Linked DNA regions of Cricetulus griseus: region 2 is linked to region 1. The links are chromatin contacts, called in public Hi-C maps. All regions are on one chromosome and are shown on one strand. The core of a region is the stretch at or near the end of the contact, and the rest is flanking DNA. Distances in the headings are between cores, read along the strand shown.

Region 1 (3,808 bases), core at 476-2,975:
AGACAATATTTCTAGATCCAGCAGGTAATAGGAGCTATTCTATGTCCCCATCCCTGAGGGGGAAAACGAAGACAAAGGGGAAGAGAGAGAGAAGAAGGGATGAGAGGGGAGGGGCAGAACCAAAGTGGGTGAAGGTGTTTACCCTGCAAACCAGGAACCCTGAGGGGGATTTCTGGAACCCACATAAAGGTGGAAGGAGAGAACCACCTGCTCAAAGTTGCCCTCTGACCTCCACATGAGTGGCATGCCTTGTAATTCCCCTTCTGCACAGTAATTAATTTAATTTAAATTTTAGGGGCTGGAGAAATGGCTCAGCAGTCAAGAGCACTTGTTGCTCTTGCAGAGGACCAGGGTTCAGTTCCCAGCACCTACGTGGTGGCTCACAACTGTCTTTAACTTTGGTTCCAGGGGGTCTAAATCCATCCTTTGTACTTTGTGTACACTGCAAGTGCATGACACACAGACATACAGGCTAAAACACTCATACACATAAAAAAAAACATGTTTAAACTAAAAGTAAAAGGAGGAAAAATGAAAAGAAGCCAGGCACAGCAGTGTGGAACTCAGTTCCTGTCATTCAGAAGCTGGAAGCAAAGGGGACTTCAAAATCAGTCTGAGTAACAAAGCAAGACCTTGTGTGGAAAAGCAAAAGGCAAAAAGTCACAAGTGCTGCTGAGGGTGAGGACCTGGGAGCCTGCATGTGGCTCCTGGGGACAGAAACTGGTGGACGATTGCCACAGGAGCCAGCAGGCCCCTTCTAGGTCTTTACCCCCAAAGAACTGAAACCAAGGAAAGACATTTACATACCATGTGCCAGCAGCAATATCCACACAGTCTGGAGCATCCCAGTGTTCCTGGTAGGATAAAGGAACACACGGAATGTCAGGCAGATACCATGGTGGACTATTACTTACCCATAAAAGGGAAAGAAGTTGGGGAGATAGTTTGGTAGATAATGGGCTTGTCATTCAAGTGTGAAGGACAGGATTTGAAAACCCAGGTGGGCATGGCCATCTGTAACCCCAGGGCTAGGGAGGCAGAGACAGGGAATCCCCAGAGCAAGCTGGCTAGTCAGACTAGCTAAAACACTGAACTCCAGGCTCAGTGAGAGACTCTGCCTCCATATTATGGGTCGTTTCTTCTTTAAGTAAGTAGTACATTGACTTTTAGGAATTTTATGGTGGTTAGGCTCTGTTTCCATCATCAGCTTTAGTCTCATGTAGCCCAGGCTGGCACTAAACTTCTTTCCTAGACAGAGTTTCAATAGCTCAGGCTGGCCTGGAACTCACCCTATAATCAGGGACAACTGTGAGCTCCCTCTCCCGCCTCCACCTTCTGGACACTGGGGTTGGGTAGAAGCCAACAGGTCAGGTTTACTCCATTCTGGGGACAGAACCCAGAGCCTTCTACACATAAGTCGAGCACTTTATCAATGTAGGACCGTCCAGCCCTTCTTGTTTTTTATTTTTATTTTAAAAGTAATCATCTCAATGGCGATTTGAAAGATTCCCATTGTCAATTATTACCCCGAATCACAGCTGTAAACAAAAGAACAAGGGGTCAAAGAAACCAAGTTTTAAGGTTAGGTCTACCCATTACCAGTCTTTGACAGCAGCCAGCTGGTGGAGATTGGGACTCCTCACAGCGGCCTCAGGCTGAGACATTAGCTGTGTGCACAAGAAACTGCAAGCACTGTGGGGCCCTGTTGCTCTTGCAGGAAGCAGGAGGCTGCAAGGGGATGGGGAGAACACAGGAAGAGAAGACGAAGTGTCTGGGTAGATGGGAGGAAAGCCTTGGTATTGATGCTCCCACTGTGCTGTGTTAGTGATATCCTCCAGCTGGTCTTCAGAGGGTTCCTCTGCACTCCTGGCTGTTGGCTGCCTGTGACCTGAATGGAAAAAAATAAATAAAAAGAAATAAAAGGAAAGACATGACCACTCCTAGGTATGGCAGAAGGGAAAGTTGTAGATAAAAGGGAGATCATAGCCAGAAGCAGATATATCTGGGGAGTCCAGAGTGGCCATGACCCTGAGTCACGTGAGGAGAGGGGGAGGGGGAGGAAGGGGAGAACCACAGCAGCCAAGAGGGCAAGATATAAGAAAGGCGAGTAACCAAAATGTCTGGATTATAAAGAGAAGATTTTCCAGGGGAAGGGCAGCCCAGCCCCTGGGTTGGAGAGTCGGGGTAGAGGGCAGAGTATGCCAGCCATACCCTGGAACAGGTAGGGACTGAGAGATGCTGGGAGAACCTGGTGGCCTGGTCCAGTTTGATATGTTAGATAGACACCTCAGCCGTTATCCCCAGGTTTGAGACCCAACAGCCTCTTGCTCTCTCCATTACATCACCAAAGAAGGAGGAGTCCCAAAACCTGTCAGGAATGCATCATGCCTTGGGAAGATAGAGCAGGAAGGCTGGTATGCTCAGTGCTGTCATCTAGTGGAGGGGCACCACTTAGCCTCTGTGGAACCTGAGAATCACAGAACAGGCTTTGTGCCCTTTGTGATGGTGCACACCTTTAATCCCAGCACTCTGGAGGCAGAAGCAGGCAGATCTCTATGGGTTCAAGGTTAGTTTGCTCTACTTAGTGAGTTCCAGTTCAGCCTGGGCTACACAGTGAGACCATATCTCAAAGTAAACAAATGGATTGGAAATAGATATACTGGATGCTTACAAATGGGACAAATTTGTCTGGGCCCAGCACAGTATCTACTCTTAAAAACATGATCCTATTATTATTATTATTATTATTATTATTACTATTAATTGTGTGTGTGTGTGTGTGTGTGTGTGTGTGTGTGTGTGTGTGTGTGTGTGTAATGAGTGTGTGAGAGAGTGTGCCATGGTGCACCTGTGGAGGTCAGAGGACAAATTTGTGTGAGTTGGTTTTCTTCCACCTATAGTTCTGGACATGGAACTCAGGTCACAAAACCTGGGCTGAAAGTTCCTTCATTTGCTAAGTCATGTCTCCAGCTTCTCTCTTTCTTTGTCTAGTGTGTGTGTGTGTGTGTGTGTGTGTGTGTGTGTGTGTGTGTACTTGTAGGTGCAGGTACCCACAGAGGATGTCAGATCCCCTGGAGCTGTAGTTACAGGCATTTGTGAACTTTACAATGTGGGTGTTGGGAACTAAACTTGGGTCTTCTGCAAGAGTGTTACATACTTTAAGCTCTGAGTTCCCGCCCTCTCTCTTAAGGTTTTTTTCAGGACAAGATTTCTCTGTGTAACCTTGTATGTTCTGGAACTCACCATGTAGACCAGGTTGGCCTTAAACTCACAGAGATCCCCTTGCCTCTGCCTGCCTAGTACTGGGATGAAAGGCTCCTGCCACCACTGCCCAGCCCAAGAGTCTTTTTGTTTCTTTGTTTTTTGTTTTGTTCTTCCAGACAGGGTTTCTCTGTGGCTTTGGAGGTTGTCCTGGAACTTGCTCTGTAAACCAGGCTGGCCTTGAACTCACAGAGATCTACCTGCCTCTGCCTCCTGAGTGCTGGGATTAAAAGGCGTATGCCACCAATGTCCGGCTCCAAGAGTCTTATTCTTAAGGAGTACATTTTCTATCTCTTTTAATTTGTTTTTTAAAGTGTGTGTGTGTGTGTGTGTGTGTGTGTGTGTGTGTGTGTGGTGTGTGTGTGTGTGTGTTCGTGCATGTGTGTGAAGTCAGGAGAAGGCACCAGATCTCCTGGAGATGGTGTCACAGGTGTGTGGCTGAAGTGGGTGATGGGTACTACTGAACTCACTTGTGTCCTCAACAAGATCAGCAAGCATTCCTAACCACTGAGCTATCTCTCCAGCCACTTAAAACTTTCTTACGTGT
Region 2 (3,808 bases), core at 492-2,991, 320 kb after region 1:
CACATGGGTTCTGGGGATTTAAATTCCACTCCTCATGATTATATTTCAAGTACTCTAACCCACTGAGCCATTTCCCCAGCCTTTTGCTTTCCTTTTATAAAATAATTTTAAAAATGTTTTTGAAATTATAATTACACTAATTCTCCCCTTCTCTTTCTTCCCACCAACCCTTCCCATGTACTACACTCCTGATCTCTCAAATCCATGGCCTTTTTCTTTTTTTTTTTTGGTCTGAGGTTCTCTGGTAGATTAGCTGTCCAGGAAGGGCCAGGTATCTGCCTTTCTCTGCTTTTCCCTCTCCAGACCTGGGATTACAGGTGTGCACCACCACACTCTGCCATTTTGTGTGGCTTCTGAGGATCAAACTCCTGTCCTCAAGCTTGCATGGCCAGCATGTTACCATCCCAGCTGCTTCTCAGCCCCACCCCTCTTCTATAAGGATCACGGAGCTGAGAAAACATCTCCCAAACCCTGGCATTCAGAAATGCCCTTCCATCCAGCCCAGGTTCCTCGAGCCCTCTCTAGCCCAGTCCATTAGCTCCTGTCCTTTGCTTCTACCTGTGCCCAGCCCTGGGCAGCCAGGTGGGCTCCGTGCCTGCCTCCTACCCACTGAACCTGTCTCTGTCCCCTTAGCTGCTGCTGGAGACTCTCATACGTCTAAACCTTTCCCAGTTTCAACCTCCACACACACACACACACACACACACACACACACACACACACACACCAACGCACGCACGCACGCACGCATGCACGAACACACACACAGGTATCAGAAACTCCAGGTGATCCCATGTGGTCTCTGTTTCTGTGTCCCCTACCATTGCATTGTGACCTTACATTTACTCTCTTCCTCTTCTCTCTGCCTCCCCAGCTGGGGTCACAGAGTCAGGCTGCCACCTGGCTTTGTATGTGAGTGCCAGGCATCCAAATTCAGGTTCTTATCCTTGTTCTGCAGGCACTTTACCCACTGAGTCATCTCCCCAGCCAAGTCTGGCCTCATCCTCCAGCGGTTCAGCAGGTGAGGTGCCCACTAGGTTTGGGCAGGGTGCTCCCTTTGCCTCACCCTTTCCTGAGGTTGGTAGTTGCTGGAATGGGAGAATGTAGCCACGGGTAGGTTTCTCACTAGATGGCCTTACACCATACACACTCAGGCAGAACCAAGCATTGGGCTTAGTAGGTTATTAAAAAAGAAAAGGAGGCACACCCCTTTAATCCCAGCACTCAGAAAGCAGACAAGGTGGATCTCTGTGAGTTCGACGAGGCCAGCCTGGTCTACAGAGCAAGTTCCAGGACAGATACAAAGTTTGGAGGGGGCACGTTGGAGAGACATAATGGAGAAATGAGGGGTGGGGATGACCACATTTCAAGATGATTCTCAAAGAAAATTGTAACTAAAAAGAATGTTAAGGCATAAAGTCTCTAAGTGTGGCTTCATTAACTCTCCCACTCTTACTCCAGTCTGAAACACGAGCATGCAAGCAGGCAGGCAGTCCTCTTCCCTGGTGTTCTCACTAAACCTCCCCCTGACTCCACCCAGTCCCCATGGTGGCTCTGTGCAATAGCTCCTGTGTAATAGCTCCTGCATACAGCCCAGAAGTAGCAGGTGAGTCCTGGACTTCCCTGCAGCACCTGCAGCCACCAGCAGAGGACGCTGGAGCACAGGGCATGGGACAGCAGTCCTGCTTGGTGGACAGTCTGCTTTGCTCAGCCATGGCTGGGGCCATGCCAGAACAGTGTGGAGAGCTGGCAAGGCAAGGCTGCCCTGGTGCTGGCTGAGTACCATGCACACAGCCTGGGTCTCCTATGTGACTTGGATTCCCCTGAGAACTAAGCTGAGACAGGGATTGAACAAGAAGCAGGGAAGGCAACTAGAAGGAAAACAGAGCCAAGAAAAGGACCCTACTGAGGTTAAGATGTGGACACAAACATCCAAGAGAGGAATCGGTATAGGATGTGAAGGGCGGCGTGTTAGTTACTTTTTTCCTTGTTGGGACTTGGTGAAAGCAGCCAGGGGAGGAAGGACTAATTTGGGCTCTCAGTTCAAGGTTACAGTCCATGATGACAGGGCAGGCATGGCTGCGGGAGCTGGAGGCAGCTGCTCACATGACATCCACAGTCAGGAAGCAGAGAGAGAGAGAGATGAACACTGGTGCTCAGCTCGCTTTCTCCCTTGTGTTCAATATGGAGCCTTGGGCCATGTGGTGGTGCCATTCACAGCAAGGGCGGGTCCTCCCACCTCAGTCAACCTAACCTAGAAACTCCCTCACAGAAATGGCCAGAGGTTTGTCTCCTAAGTGACCCTAGATCCCATCAGGTTGGCAGTGTCACCACAAGTAGAAAGTGGAATTGGAAAAGAATGTCCCAGAATGTGGAGAAAGAAGTACCTCAGAACTTCTTCACTCGGCCTGAGTACAGTGTGCCGGAGCCTCAGGGTGTCCCCCTCAGGCTCCGTGTGTGTGTTGGGGGGGGGGGGCCCGTCTTGTGTCTGAGATCTCTGAGTAGGTGGAACTCCTGGTACTTTCACTCAGCAGTAAAAACTATAAAGATTAGTCCCAGCTGTGCTAAATCACAGCTCATGACCTTGTTCCTGTTTCCTCACCTGAAAAGGCGTATGTTGGGCTGGACAAGTCTATTTCCTCCTTTGTTTGTCCAGGAGACCGTACTTTAAGCAAGGGCAAAATGATCAAATGTGTCTTCATTGTGTGTGTGTGTGTGTGTGTGTGTGTGTGTGTGTGTGTGTCTGTGTGTCTGTGTGTCTGTGTGTGTGTGGTGTGTGCACATATGTGTGCATGTGTGACACCATGGGTGTCTCTGAGATGAAACTCAATTTCACCAGGCTTTGCAGCTAGCCCTTTTACCAGCTCAGCTATGTCACTGGTCATGCCTGAATTTCTTTCACTTAGGTTCTGGTCTCAAACTCAAGTCCTCATGCTTGGATGGCAAGCATGTTACCAACTAACCCATCTCCTCTGTCTTAGTTCTACTTTGGAGTGTGAACCATATTGACTATGATACCCTGAACCAACTCTCATGATCAAAACAGCTTCCCAAAAAAATTTAAAAAGCAAGTAAAAAGCAAACCCCCAAAACAGATTCCTTTAGGTCCAGGGCAGGAGACTGTGACTGCAAAATCCCAAAGTTGTAGGCGTTGATGAGAAGGTGTCACTAAGAGGAGGAGCCTGACTCCCCCAGGCCCTTATAGCAATGTGTCCCCATCCCAGGGACACAGCGAAGGCACCAGGTGCAGTTTACCCTCCTGGAGCTGTAACGTGGCAAAAACAAGCAGTTAAGAAATTTGATGACTCCCAACATTGAAGATCTCAGCTTGCACTCTGCATTCATTTCTTACTGCTCATCCCTCTGGTAAGAAGATCATACCCACAATGCCTCAGCTGACTCTCTGAGCACTGCACACAGTAGAGTCTGACAGCTGAAGGAGGGCACAATGTCCAGTGGTGACTTCATGTCATTCCTGCTTCCTTCTTTAACCCTTCTCTCTCCCCTCTCCATCTCTCTGTCTCTGTCTCTCTGTCTGTCTCTCGTCTCTCTCTGCCTCTGTCTGTCTCTGTCTCTCTGTCTCTGTCTCTGTCTGTCTGTCTGTCTCTCTCTCTCTCTCTCTCTCTCTCTCTCTCTCTCTCTTTGTGTGTGTGTGTGTGTGTGTATAATCCTCACCAGCACACCCTCATCATGCCTCTGATGAATGGCCAGTCCCCTGGAGCAGGAGGGGATATTCAGGGTCCTGCAGGAGGCTGTGTAGGGCCTTGTCCTGTCTGACACCTTTATTAATCGCTCAGCCAGGAAGATA

Evidence for each region. A called contact is a pair of places that touch in the nucleus more often than the background predicts.
Region 2: a contact with region 1 is called in a Hi-C map of the CHO-K1 cell line, with 17 times the contacts expected there. The contact joins two enhancer-like sites. A contact is called at or near these places in 8 of 8 Hi-C or Micro-C datasets (the CHK-Q cell line, the CHL-YN cell line, the CHO-K1 cell line and 3 more).

The regions. Positions count from the first base shown.
Region 1 is chr5:69,429,831-69,433,638 of CriGri-PICRH-1.0, forward strand. No RefSeq gene overlaps it. Among named protein-coding and RNA genes, the nearest start is that of Gli2, 26 kb to the right of the region's middle. Within about 2 kb of position 1,726, at least 1 of the 6 cell types and tissues checked has open chromatin away from gene starts, as enhancers often do.
Region 2 is chr5:69,751,045-69,754,852 of CriGri-PICRH-1.0, forward strand. No RefSeq gene overlaps it. Among named protein-coding and RNA genes, the nearest start is that of Trnak-cuu, 24 kb to the left of the region's middle. Within about 2 kb of position 1,742, at least 1 of the 6 cell types and tissues checked has open chromatin away from gene starts, as enhancers often do.